Regions from separate parts of the Sus scrofa genome. Here all the other regions are linked to region 3. A link is a contact called in public HiChIP or PLAC-seq data. All regions are on one chromosome and are shown on one strand. The core of a region is the stretch at or near the end of the contact, and the rest is flanking DNA. Distances in the headings are between cores, read along the strand shown.

Region 1 (4,248 bases), core at 131-2,630, 330 kb after region 3:
CCTGGTTATTACCGGAGGGTGAAACCACAAAAGCAGGGGCCCTGGGAGCTGGAGCCGATGAATCTGTGGCATGGGGGTGCAGAAGCTCCTCAGCCCCGCCTCCAACTGGGCCAAGCTCTGGAGGTGATGGTTCCTCCCCGGGTTTTCCAGCAAGCCTCCCCGGGCAGAGCTGAACAACCCGGGAAGAACATTTTAATCAGCCGCCCTGTCTCTGCCTCTCTTGGCCTTTGCTTTCATTGTCAGAGTCTGTGTCAATAGCTGGAAATCCAGGCAGCAGCACAAGCTGACTGCCCGCTCCTTCCTAAGTAGAAATCTCACAAAGGGCAGGGCTCCCCTCTTTACAAGGAAAACAAACAGGTCTCCAGGCTCCCAGGGGGTGGGGGTGGGCTTGGGGGAGGGGCTGTGGGCAGGCAGCTGGCTCAGCCCTGCCCAGGTTCTAACCCTTTCCAGCTTCTGGCAGGTCAGACTGTGGGGAGGGCAAGCTTGCAGATCGCCCCTCTCCTGGAGGGTGAGGCTGGCTCGCTCACCTGGGCCCTGGCAATTCCACTCCATCCCTTCTCAGGAGCCAGCAGGACCTCTAAAGCAAATCGGATCTGCCACTCCCCTGCTCTCGAAACCACCCCGACCCCCACCCCATTAGCCTCTGGGTTTGCCTGTGTTCCCTCTGCTGGAATGCTCTTTCTTTTCCATTTGAGCTCATGGAATCCCACCTGCTTTTCAAGGCCCTTTCTTCACTGCCCTCTACCCTTGGTCAGAATGAGTCGCTCCCCTCTGGGCTCCATGGCATCCTTATTTGTGTCTGATGCCCTCACCCCAGGGTGCCCTGCCCTGTGGTTAGCTGGGCCTGTGTGGGTCTCTGCCTCCAGGCTGTGGGCATCACCTGACCTTTGCCCAGCGATGTCCGGTGCATGAGGTCGTTTTCCCATTCCTGCTCCCTTGCAGCTCTCTTGGATAGATACCACAGTCCCCATTCGAAAGATGGCCCACTAGAGGCCTAGAAGGTTTCCTGGAGTGCCCGTGGCCTGCTAGCTAATAACTGCAGAACGGGGCTCAACTACCCAGATCTCTTGGTCAGATGCCAGTGCTATTTCCCCCAAAGGCTGGACTTGTGATCTTATATGCAAACCACACCTAGCCCTGTGGGTAATCACGCAGTAGGGGCTCGTTAAATGCTGAATTAAATGCAGCGAAGCAGAGATTTTGCAGACATATCAAGGAGGGGGGCATTTGGAGGTGTCTCGTGGCTTCCAATAACGCTGAGAGAAGCCGCTTCCTCTGCTCTTTCTCCCCACACCCCTGCCTGCCCAGCTCCCAGTAGACTGTGGGGTGGCTAGGGCAGGAGTTCCACTTCCCGTTCTGCACCCTTCCTCTTTAACTGGAATGTGGGGCCGGGTGACTGGGAGGTGAGCCTCTGGGGCGTGGCGTAGGAAGCTACCATCACCATGCCATGGATGGTAACGCCAAGCGGAACTGGGACTGGGGCCCTTGCGGGCCAGGGAAGGGGTGTGTGCAGGTGCTTTCCACTTCTGGGGTGGCCCCAGCATCACCAGCCTACCTGGGAAAGAAGCAGACCTGGAATCTCCCACCTCCCACGGACCATTCGCAAGGCTGCCTTTGAGGATAGGGCCTGGGGGATTTTCCCCCAAACAAAAGCTCCATCAGGACATCAATCATGAGGGTGCCCCCTTCCAAGTAGATCCCAAGGCCCACCTCTTGGGACCCCGTCCACTGCCATCTCTGCCTCTTCCGGGCTCAGGTGGAGTCAGGGGTGCAGGAGGAGGGAAGGTGTACCAGGCAAAAGAGCAGTGTGGATCAAGTCCTAGAGGCTCAAGGAAGAGTAGGAGCAGATGGTGCCTTAGCTGAGGACATGGGTGGAGGCTGTGGGCGAGGCTGCAGAGGCAGAAGAGGTAGGATGCCGGGAGCCTGGCATGCCATGCCAGGGAGTTTGGGAGTCCTCCTGAGGACAGATGGAAGCCACGGGATGCCCATCACGGGGGAGGGGCCATGATTTGGTTGACAATTTAGAATGATCCCTCTAGAAGCCACAGAAGGATGGGCAGAGGGAGGGAGGAGAGCAAGACAGCGGCAGTCCAGCCCAGGACTGATTTTTCTGGGGCCACTCAAAGTAGAGGGAAGAATTGGCTGGTGGGGTCTGGCCTCACAGAGCATAAATCCTTGGAAAGTGGCTTATCTGAGCTCACACACCTGGGAGACTTTGGGCAAGTCACTTAACCTCTCAGAGTCTCGATTTGTTCTTCTGTGAGGATACCTAGCTCCCAGGGAGATCCCGAAGTTGAAAAAAAAGGTGATAACATCTGAGAGGGTCCGGGGGCACATAGGGATATGACTGTACTTGACTGGGGGAGACCGAAGATGAAAACGGCATAGTCTACAATTGCCCGGTTTGGAACAAGGACTCTGGGGCCGGTGCTGCTGGGTTTGAACACTGGCTCCACTACTTAGTGGTATGCAGTTTGGGTCTAGCCACTTCCTTTCTCTGAGCTTCCTCTTTAGCTTCTGCATAATGGGTATGATAATATCTGCCCCACAAGGGTCTGTGGCAGGGTCATATGAGATGATTGTCAGTTCTTGGGACACTTCAAGCATTCCAAAGATGGGAACGGTTGTCACCGTCATCAGTACTATCGTCATCCTGAGGGAACTAGAATCAAAAATATTTTTTCTTTTGATATTCGTTATCAACATGCTGTATAGGCAGCAAATAATTATTTTAATAACGAAAAGTTAACTCATCAAGAAAATGAGAAGACAAGCCATAGACTGGGAGACAATATTTGTGAAACACATATCTGATAAAGGAATGTTACCCAAAATAGACAATTCTTTGTTGTTGTTGTTGTTTTGTTTTGTCTTTTTACGGCTGCACCCACGGCATTTGGAGGTTGCCAGGCTAGAGGTCTAATTGGAGCTGTTGCTGCTGGACTGCACCACAGCCACAGTAATGCCAGATCAGAGCCCTGTTTTTGACCTACACCACAGCTCATAGCAATGCCGGGTCCTTAGCCCACTGAGCGAGGCCAGGGATCGAACCCACAACCTCATGGTTCCTAGTTGGATTTGTTTCCGCTGCACCAAGACAAGGAACTCCCCAAAATAGACAAAGAATTCTGAAAACTCAACAGTAAGTAAATTAACAACCTTATTTAAAAATGGACAAAAGGGAGTTCCCCGGTGGCTTGGCAGGTTCAGCATCCAAGGTTGTCACTGCTGTGGCTCAGGCACAGCCAAAAAGAAAAAAAAAGAAACAGAAAAACAGAAAAAGGTCTGAACCATTTCACCAAAGAAGATATTCAAATGGCAAGTAAGCATATAAAAAGATGCTCCACATCATATGTTATTAGGGAAATGCAAATTAAGATAACAGTAAGACAACTATATGCCTATTAAGAATGCCCAAAATACAAACACTGGCAGAAGCAAATACTGGGGAGGAGGAGGAACAGGAATTCTCATTCACTGCTGATGAGAATGCAAAATGGTACAGCCACTTTGGAAAACTGAACATATTCTTAACATACAGTCCAGCAATTGAACTCCATGTTATTTACCCAAAGGAGATGAAAACTTACGTCTACCCAAACACCTGCACACAGGTGTTTCTAGCAGCCTTATTCATCCTTGCCAAAACTTGGAAGCCACCGAGATGTCCTTCAGGGAGTAAATGCATAAAGAAACTCTGAGACATCCAGACCATGGGATATTTTTCAGCACTAAAAAGAAATGAGCTACGAAGCCAGGAAAAGACATGGAGGAACTTTACATACTTGTTACTAAGTGAAAGAAGCCAATCTGAAAAGGCTACATACGATGTGATTCCAAATATATGATATTCTAGGAAAGGCAGAACTACAGAGACAGTAAAAAGATCAGCAGTTACCAGGGGTGGGGGATGAATGGGTGGAACACAGGATTTTTAGGGCAGATTCAGACAGGGAAAATTCGGACGGCCTAGGTGCAGGGTGAAAGGTGGGAATGGAAGTGAAGGTTCCCTGTCCTCAAGGCCCCACCCCTCGATCCTGCCCTTTCCAAGCCTCCTCCTCCTTCTCCTTCCTGTGAGTGGCTGATCCTCCTGGGTACCTGCAGCTGGAGCAGCTCTCTCCCTCCTGCCATCACTGGTCCCCCTCTGCCTTGCTCCAGCTTTCTCCAAAATGGAAATGGAGACATGCCTCACATCCGAGAGCTCTCGGGGCCAGACCTCTGGAGGGGCACAAGTGGGGTCTCTACCTT
Region 2 (4,806 bases), core at 482-2,981, 280 kb after region 3:
CCTCTGCGCTGGGGCTCAGCTCCAGGGACAGGGCTTCACTCTGCCTGTTTCACACAGAAGAAACTAAGGCCCAGGGAGAGGTATGTGACTTGCGCAAGGTCATATGGAAGCAGGATTCAAACCCAGCAGCTTGGCTCTGAAGTCCCACACTTGACCCCCGGAGCGTCAATGCCAGGCACAGCCAGCGTAGCCTTCCCGAGAACAAGGACCCCTGCTCCCTCCCGCACCTCACCTGACCAGGGTCTGGTTGTGCAGGTCCCACACGGCGATGTTGCCATCACTACAGCAGGAGAAGCAGACTTTGGCATCGGGGCTGATGGCCAGGGCATAGCAGGCAGGAGCCGAGGACGTCAGCTCAGCCTTGATGCGGGGCGTGGGTGAGGCCAAGTCCCAGATGGTGAGCGTGCTGGCCTCGCCGCCCACGATGAGCGTCCGTCCATCAGGGAGCAGCTTGCAGGAGCGGATATAGTTGTCCCTGTTCTGGAGGGAGAAGGGGCAGTGCTCAGGGCCACCCAACCCCCTCCTCCCGGGGGCATCACATCCAGCAGCACCCTTATCACTTCTGCTCACTTCTTGCCCTTATTCACGGCAGTTCCAGGAAGCTGCCAGGCCATCTCCATTCCTCATTTATAACCTTGCAAACTTTCAGTCATCTCCTCGTAAGGCCCTGCAGGTCAGTATCATCTCCATTTACAGATGATGAAAGTGGGCCTCAGAGAGGTTTGCCGGTTTGCCCAATGTTGCCCAGCCAATACAGGGTCGAGCCCGGCCAGGTCGATGGGGGTGTGCCCCCGGCCCAGGTTGCCCTGCTCTCCTGGCTGGAGATGCCCAGAGCCCCAGGATCCTCACCAGACAGTCCAGCTGGGAGATGGGGCTCTTGCTGCCTGGCTGGCTGATGTCCCAGATCTTCACGCAGCCTTTGCCACCAGTGTAAACGTGCCGCGTGGGGTTGCTGATGGTCACAGCGCACACCACCTCCCCGTGGCTGAGTGTGTTGATCTGCCGGGCGTGCCTGGGGATGTTGGGGCCTGCCAGGGCGTCGTGGGGGAAGGGCACGGGCTGCATCTGCCCATCAGCACTCACGTGGAAAGAGTACGCTCTAGAAGGGGGAGAACCATCACTCCTGGCATCTCTAATCCTCTAACGGTTCCCAGGGGTTCTGCCTGGATTGACTGGTCCCACCCCCTGCCTCCAGGTGCTCCCTCCCCAGATCCTAGGGAAGCCGGTACCCTGGCCTCCTCCGTCTGGCTCTGCCAGGGTGGAGAGTGCTTCATAACCCTGCCTTGACCTCTACTCCTGCTTACCCAGCCTTGCTGCCAACCAGGTGGCTAACCCCACACTGCCTTGGGACAGCCTTTCCTACCAGCTACAGAATCCTTAACACAGGGATCCTGGAAACGATGCCGTCTGAATGCTTCCCCCCGTCGCCCAGGAGCCAGTGATATTAGGAAGGAAAATTGGCTCCTCAAATGAATCATCATCACTTGAACACATCGTCATCATCAAATGAATCATCATCAAATGAACACATCACAGCCGGGCCTGAGCGGGCATGGTCTGCCTACTGGTTTAGGTCACAGTGGGCACCAGCTGGGGGCGGAACCCCCGGGAGCCCCCAAGACGGGGGCATGGCACCAGCTCCATGGCATCTGGATGGGAGAGCCTGGCATCTGAAGTGTCCCTTCTCTCTCAGAGCCCAGGGACTACAGCCTCAACCCCAACCTCCCTCATTCCCTTTCAGAGGGAGCCTGGGGCTGAGCAGGAGTGTGGCCAGGCAGCCATTGCTGGCACTGCAGCCTGGCCTGGGGGCGCCTTTCCTGGGGGGGGTGGTCTCCCAGGGCAGGGAAGAAGTGGATGGGTGGTATGCTCACCCCCGCCCTCCCCAAGAAGCGTACAACAAATACAAATACAGCCAGAGCTTACGGTTTTCCACCAGGAATAGAGGCAAGGCTTGAGGGCAGGCCCGTGGCCCGCATGGGAGGGTGAGGGTCAAAGCCAACCTGTAAAGCAAGACAAGGCCCTCAGTGAGGGTGCCGCCACGCATCCCCCACCACACATGCCCCACCCCGCCTTCCTCCTGCACTGCTTCCCCCTCAGAACCTGAGGGGCAGCCAAGCAGAGCAGAGCCCCTTGTTCCAGAGAGAACACATGCCCAGGAGGGTCACGTGCCTTTCCCAGGACAATGGCAGGGACAGGGTGACAGTCCAGACCCTCAGACTCTGAACCAGGATCTTCCACCCCCACCCTCCGCTCGTTCTCCCTGTTCTGCAAGACAAGCTGATCCCTGTCCCCTCTCCTGGTGTCCCAGCAGGCCATGTAGAGAAGAGACCACCACCCCATGTTCAGGAGGTCAGGAGAGAAACTGCCCCTGCCAACCCAAGTGCTGAGCAGTAACAGCAGACACATCTTTGTGTACCTGGCAGCCCCATTTGCCAAGGAAACTCACCTCACTCACTGCGGGGATTCCCATTCCCACAGAGCCCAGAAAAACAGGTGTCAGCCTCGATTTCCACATGGAAAGGGAGGCTGTGTTGCATGAGGTCACAGGGTGACTAATGGGCAAGCAGGATGAGACCCAGGTTTGCTGAGCCCCAAGTGTGTGTTCCTGTCTTGTTTCTAATAAACAGTCTACCCGAAAGGCAGCGACGTGGTCACCAGGAAGGGCATCCCTAACCCACTCCAACTTCCCCATTCAGGGCCCGGTCCCCCCAAAAAAGGAGCCAAAAGGTCTACGTACAGCTCCAAAGCTCACCATTGGCGATCGGCCATAGGCGGCAGCAGCGGCAGCGGCAGCCGCGCTCATCTGGGGTGGGATGTTGTGCAGGCCGGCATAGGCGCTGGGGCTGGTGAGGGAGCCGTTCATCTCGTGGTGGCTCATCATGGCAAAGGGCGCAGCATAGGAGCTGGTGATGGAGATGGGTGTGCGCAAGGCAGAGGCTGCAAGGAGTTGGGCGTCAGCTGGGAGATGCTGTCAAGGGCAGTGGGCCCCATCCCTCCATCCAGGAAAACACCCAGGCCACCAGGTTGCCTCCTAGCCCAGCAGCCATACTTCCTGCGTTCTAAAGCTGTCTTCTCCAGGCAGTCCTCCCAGATGGAACCCACCAGCCCAAGAAGGTGTGAGTTGAGAGATGTGCCCACCTCTAGAGCAGGACTCAGAGGCTCAGAGAAGGGGGTTGTTCGGAGCCTCAGAGAACTAACGACAGAGGCAGGACAGACAGTAGGTGCGCTGACTTGTCTGGAGCTCCTTCCACACACCTAGCTGGGCAGTGGCTCCAAGACGCCTGGACATCGGCATTGAAGCCCTGGGCACTCACCTTCTCAAACCCGAGCAAGTCCCACAGAGACAAGCCCTGGGAAGGTCCCAACTCCGACACCCTCCCCGGTGCTCTAGCCCATCTGCGAGGCTCCAGCCCTGGCCCGGGGCAGACCCCCCACCCCCTCCCGCCAGCGGGCAGCCCAGCCCCACAGTGCCTACCCATTATACCTATCGGGTCCATGCCTGGAGGTTTGCCTGGCATCGACCGGAGCCCCGGGGTCGTGCTGGTGCCCGGAGTTGGGGCATCGTTCCTTGGGGTTGGAGTGTTGGACTTGAGCCCAGGGGTGGAGGATTTGTCATTCTGCAGAGGGAAGGTGCAGAGACCAAGGGAAGCCATGAAGATTCCTTTCTCCCAAGAGCTAGGCACCACGTGAAGCCAGTGCTGGCCCCGGTTTTGAACCTTCTGCCCCACAGCCCCTCAATTCTTTGCCCAGCCTTGTTTGGCAGGGACTGTGATGACTGTTCCCATTTTACAGATGCAGTAACCAAGGCCTAGAAGTGTTAATGAACTAAGCACAGGGCTCAACCAGCAGTAGGTGGTAAAGCCAGGGTTTGAACCCAGGCCAAGCCCCAACCCACATGCTTTCTATCCACTCCTCCGCCTTCCAATTAGCACCACTCCGGCTCCAGTGCCCTTTCCAGACCTTGTTCCTCTGCCCCCACCCTCCCCAGCCCTCTCCCAGCCTCATACATGACCAAGGTCTTTGGTCTTGGAGGAGGGCGTGCTGCTGGAGGAGGCCACCGAGGCAGGGCTGGTGGGGGCGTCCTTCTTCAGGCCACGGGCCTTGTCCAGCCCGTTCTCGGGAGGGGAGTGTGCTGGGCTGACCCGGGGCGTCGCTGGGTCCTAAAAGCACAAGTGATGCAGAGATGCGCTGAGAGCAGTGTGCTGTGCTAAGAGCTGAGTCTTCTCTGCTCTGGGACCGGGAAGGGAGGGGGCATGGGGTCTGGGAAAAGGAGCATGGTCCCAGGTGGGGACCGACCAGTTCTTCATGATCTAGTCTGACGCCTTCATCCCACAGGTGGGGAGATGGAGGCCTGGGTGGGTGGAGGTGACCCGCCCAGGATCAAACACAAGATCAGGACTCCAATCTGGGCAGCCTGGCCTCTCGGCCTCATGGAGCTGCTTTTCAGCTCCACCTTCCCTGTCAAGGCTGATCCTGGGGTGGGTGGGGGTGTCACAACCCTGAGATCCCAGGGATGGCGGAGAGTGGAAGTTGGCTCTCTCCTGGGATCTTTGGGGGTCTCTCTCTCTCTGGAGATTCATCCTAGGAACCCCTCAGTGTGCACGAACACCCAGCCACCACACAGCCAAACCCCGAACTCTCCTCTTGACTAACTTGATGCCTCCACCCCAAGGGCCTCATCACCTGGTTGGGGGCTGTGAGTAACCGTGCAACAGCTGAGACACGACAGCTCCCACTCAGGACAGGAACTAGCTCAGACGACCCCACACAGAGAGCCACCCTGCGACCTGGGCCTGCCCCTTACCT
Region 3 (4,611 bases), core at 931-3,430:
AGGGTGCTGGTTAAAGACACCGATTCCACAAAGATACATATACATTCTTTTTCTCATATGTATGATGGGGTCTCTTCGCTGTACAACAGAAACTGACGGAACACTGTAAATCAACTATACTTTAATAAAGACATTTTGTTTCAATAAATTGGGTTAACTCTTTGAATCAAATGAGAGCAGGCTTTACAATTCAGATTCCTAGGCCCCCCACTTTGGGCCCATTGTTGCACATTCCAGAGGTGGCCTGGGGACTTTGGACTATTAGCACATGTCCCAGATGTCTCTGGAGGAGGACGCTCCAAGGAGCGGAGAATGTGGCCTCTTGAGGCTCTGATGTTCAGGGGATGGCAGCAGCGTCAAGGGAGCCCGTCTCCTTCTCTGGGCTGGGCTGTGGTGGGACAGAGAAGGGTGGTGGTGAGGATCATTATCTTGTCTGCAAGGACGCGGCAGGATGTGGTTGACCCGAACTTCCCGCGAAGGGGGGCGGGGACCAGAGAACATGGGGAGAGATTCGTAGCCCGGATGGCAGCTCAGCCCGAAGGCCGAGACTGTGCTCAGTGGGGAGTGGGAAGTGAGGGCCTGGCCCCACCTCCTCGCTCTGACCTTGGCAGGTCATCTCGCACCTCCCAGAGCCTCAGTCTCCTCATGTGTAGAGTGGGGATGCTGATGGGTCATTGCGAGGACACCATAAGGAATGGTGACGATGACAAAATTTCTCTCTCAATTAATGCCAGGGAAATTCTCTTTCCTTGGGATGAGCATCCCCGTGAAAAGGGCCAAGGCCAAGGCCAGGAACCTGCTTCACAGGGTGCATTTTATTGATGACTCACTGCTTTGCCGTGGAGTGAGTGAGACCCTTGGCTTTACTGGCTTCGCTTTGCTTGACTGTTTAATGGGTTGCTTCCCCTGGCCCTCTCAGGATTCTTAAAGGCTGGATGAGACTCTGAATTTGGAAGTGCCCTTGTGTGGTCAGGGACTATGGCAAACATGTCCCATACCATCTTTGTTAGGCAGGGAAGTGTCTGACTTTCATAATGTCCTTGTTTTCCATTTGTCCTTTTTTAGACAAAGGAAGTAAAAAAGGATACACCCTGAAAGACTTTGTCAAATACCTTCTTCTCCCTTAGATTTGTTTTCCTTGGAGTTTAGCAGCTGATTAAGAAATGGCCACTGGATATCAACAGTGTGTGTAGCCTGGTGCCAGGTGTGGGAAGGGGGGTCCCTAACCATGAGAAGCTCACACCTAGTTTGGAAGGTAACACATGTGAAACAGCAATGTAACGATGCCAGTGGTGGTGATGATGCTGGAAATGCTGGGTACTGATCACGCCTCACACACACAAACCATCGTACAGTTATATAAGCAGCCTTATGACCATCCTCTTACTTCATATTCAAAACTATCCCCCAAAAGCCCCCAATTTCAAGGATGAACAAATGGAGAGTCATGACTTCTCTGAGATCAGATAAGAACAGAGCTGAGGTGGATTCACCAGTGCCATTGTCCCAAGACACCCCAGCTTTCTTCCTTGAAATTGCAACAAAGCATTGCAAAATGCATACCGTCATTAGAGAGTTACATGAGTCATCGCCATATGGGAAGTGAATGTGAAAAGGCAGGTCAGGAGATGGGGGGGGGGGGGGCGCAGTGATCAGAAGAGGCTCCGAGGAGAAAGGAGCAACTGAGTGGAGCCCAGGAGGCTGTGTGGTATTTGGATGGGATCTGGAGATGGGATCGCCACAAGCGGTGGAGATGGGAGTCTGAGTGGCACTCTGGGCAGGAGGAAACATGTAGGTATGAAAGGAAGCGAGTGCAAGGTGTGTCAGGAAACACCAGACCCTCATTTGACCAGAATGGGGGTGCATACATTAGACCTGCTCGAGAAAAGGAGGCATTGGGGATGGTTTCCCTTCTTTTGCCATAGGTGGGAGGGTCCCACCATCTTCCCTTTGACATCATTGTCCCTTTCAACCCCAAGTCCGTTTATAATCAAATCAAAGAGTAATCAAAGCAAAGGACTGTTTGCAGTCTTAGCCGAAAGACGCAGCCTGCCACTTCCGACTTTCGTTTAAAAGTGTCAGAGAGCTGCTGAAACAGGAACAGCACTGAGGCAGCGAGAGCAGCCCTGACTCACCAGGAGCACATCAAAGAAATAGCAGTGATAAGGGGCTGGCTGTAATGGTGCGTGTGAGCAAAGTTTTCCTGACACCCCTTGAGGCCTGGAAGGGCCCTTCTGGGCAGCCTCATTGTGGAAAGCAGCATGCGGTTTTCAGAATCTGGATGACTCACCACATGGGCAGGGTTTGGGGACAGAGAGGTAGTCGTGGTCTGCTGGGATGCTCGACCCAGAGCCCAGGCCTGGGGCCCTGGCTCACTGCACATGTCAGGTCTCCAGTGAGGTGAGATTCACCGGTCCAACCAAGCATCCATCCGTGTGTCCATCCATCCAACCATCTGTCTATTTAACAAATTATTCCAAGCACCCACTTTCTGCAGCCCCTCTGCGAAGTGCAAAATGATGTCGTGGTGACCAAAAGACACAGGCCCTGGCCTCATGGGGCAGTCTAGTGAGGGAGAGAAGGGTTGAAGAAATGATGACATGGGTAACTGAGTCACTGCTGCAATACGAGCTAGGAAGGGAAATACAGGGACTCTGAGGGTGGATGTGTAATAGGAGAGCTGACCTGGTCTGGGAAACCGGCTGATGAGCAGGGGCAGATGCTAAAAATGGATGAGACAGACGAGTAACTGTGCAATCGGTGTCTTAGCACCATCTCCCCCATCATCAGGGACAGTAAGAGCATAGAACTCACCCTTGTTCTTTCAAACTCCTTCACCCCTCCCCTCCCCCTTTTTTTCTACACACACACACAGCCTATGATGAGTTAATGGAAAAATCATGTGCTTTTGGTTCTCACAGACTTGGGTTTAAATCCCACATTCTCAATGTACTATCTCTGTGGCTTTGAATAAACCAAACGGGATCTGTTTTTGCTGTGTCCCCTAAGTTTTGGCATATTGTGTTCTTGTCTCATTTGTCTCTAAACATTTTCTAATTTCCCTGGTGACGTCTTCTTTGATCCATTGGTTGTTTGGAGTGTGTTTGTTTGATTCCCACAAGTTTGCGAATTTTCCAGTTTTCCTCCTGTTGTTAATTTTTAACAAAATCTTGTTGTGAAGATACTTTGTATAATATTTTTATAAATCTGTGGAGACTTAATTTGTGGCCTAACACATGGTCTTATCCTGGAAGATGTCTCATGTGCACTTAAGAACACATATTCTGTTGTTATGTCAGATGTAAAGCATTCTGTGTACATTGTTAGATCCAGCTGGTTTCATGTGTTGTTCGAGTCCTCTGTTTCCTCACCTCCTTCTGACAATTTTACCCATTACAGAAGATGAAGAATTCATAGCTCCTGTCATGATTATAGACCTGTCCATTTCTCCCTTCAGTTCTGTCCATGTTTGCCTCATGTATTTTGATGGCCTGTTATTAGGTGCGTAAATGTTTGTAATTGTCATAGCTTCATGCTGTATTCAATCTTTTATTAATAGAGGCACTCCCACTCTCTTCTGGTTTCTAGTTGCATGATCTATTTTTTCTATCCTTTCACTTTCAAACTATCTGTGTCTGAATATAAAGCGAGTCTTTTGTAACTAGTATATGTTGGGTCATGGTTTTTAATCCATTCTGCCAATCTCTCCGTTTTCATTGTTGAGTTTAATTTGCTTACATTTAATGATATCACTAATAATAAGGCTTACTCCTATCATTTTGCTTTTGTTTTCTACATGCTTTACAGGTTTTGTGTCCCTCATTTCCTACATTACTGTCTTTTCTGTTTAGTTGGGGATTTTCTGTAGTGAAATGTTTTAATTCCCTTCTCATTTCCTTTTATATATATGCTATACCTATTACTTATCAGTTATTGATATCAAAAATTACGTTTTTACACTATGCATCTAAAACCAAAGTAATTGTTGTTTTTTAGTGCATTAGTCTCAAATTACGTAGAAACTGTAATATGACTTTATGAACCAAAATTACAGTAATATTAGTTTTCAGATAGGTAATAGCTTTTAGCTTTTAAATTTAAAATATTTGCCAGCCCTTTATGGCCGCCTGGGTTTTTAGAGGAATTGGTCTATGGGTTGCAGCTGCCTAGATATAAGCCAGGATTCTGGAAGAGTTGGTTGGTCCCTGAGGAGGAGTCCTGCACATCACAGCCCAGGACATCCAAGAGGGTGGATATTGCACCATGGATGGAAGTGGTTTTGAAACTGGAGGGCTTTGAAAGAAAGCAGGGTCTTATGTATTGTTATAGCTCTCAACATTTTCAGACCAGGAGATGCTCCTTAGCCCTAGGGGTCTTTGCTCAAGCTCTTCCCCCTGCTGAGAATGTCCTATCTCCTTTGTGTACTTGCTGTCATCCCTAATCTTCCAAGTGTGCCTTAACATCTCCCCTTATTTCCTAATGAAATAATTAGGCACGTGAGCAAAGAAATGTATAAACCTATGAATGTGTGTGTATGTGTATATATATATATATATATTTTTTTTTTTGTCATTTTGCTGTTTCTTTGGGCCGCTCCCGCAGCATATGGAG

The links. HiChIP or PLAC-seq counts read pairs in DNA pulled down with a chosen protein or histone mark.
Region 1: an H3K27ac HiChIP or PLAC-seq map of alveolar macrophages shows a contact between it and region 3. The contact joins two enhancer-like sites. A contact is called at or near these places in 1 of 47 Hi-C or Micro-C datasets (blood) and 1 of 2 datasets of contacts at active chromatin or transcription factors (alveolar macrophages).
Region 2: an H3K27ac HiChIP or PLAC-seq map of alveolar macrophages shows a contact between it and region 3. The contact joins two enhancer-like sites. A contact is called at or near these places in 1 of 47 Hi-C or Micro-C datasets (skeletal muscle) and 1 of 2 datasets of contacts at active chromatin or transcription factors (alveolar macrophages).

The regions. Positions count from the first base shown.
Region 1 is chr1:167,869,466-167,873,713 of Sscrofa11.1, forward strand. No RefSeq gene overlaps it. Among named protein-coding and RNA genes, the nearest start is that of TLE3, 16 kb to the left of the region's middle. Within about 2 kb of position 1,381, at least 40 of the 83 cell types and tissues checked have an H3K27ac peak or open chromatin away from gene starts, as enhancers often do. A contact at or near this core is called in alveolar macrophages, where this site is marked.
Region 2 is chr1:167,814,045-167,818,850 of Sscrofa11.1, forward strand. It overlaps TLE3 (transducin-like enhancer protein 3), which reads right to left. Exons shown (of 20, transcript XM_021100790.1): 10 at 4,805-4,806; 11 at 4,008-4,160; 12 at 3,485-3,617; 13 at 2,753-2,937; 14 at 1,924-2,000; 15 at 850-1,099; 16 at 233-480. Among named protein-coding and RNA genes, the nearest start is that of TLE3, 39 kb to the right of the region's middle. Within about 2 kb of position 1,732, at least 4 of the 83 cell types and tissues checked have an H3K27ac peak or open chromatin away from gene starts, as enhancers often do. A contact at or near this core is called in alveolar macrophages, where this site is marked.
Region 3 is chr1:167,536,696-167,541,306 of Sscrofa11.1, forward strand. LOC100626276 (a long non-coding RNA gene) reads left to right here. Exons shown (of 3, transcript XR_131319.4): 3 at 1-4,522. Among named protein-coding and RNA genes, the nearest start is that of RPLP1, 240 kb to the left of the region's middle. Within about 2 kb of position 2,181, at least 22 of the 83 cell types and tissues checked have an H3K27ac peak or open chromatin away from gene starts, as enhancers often do. A contact at or near this core is called in alveolar macrophages, where this site is marked.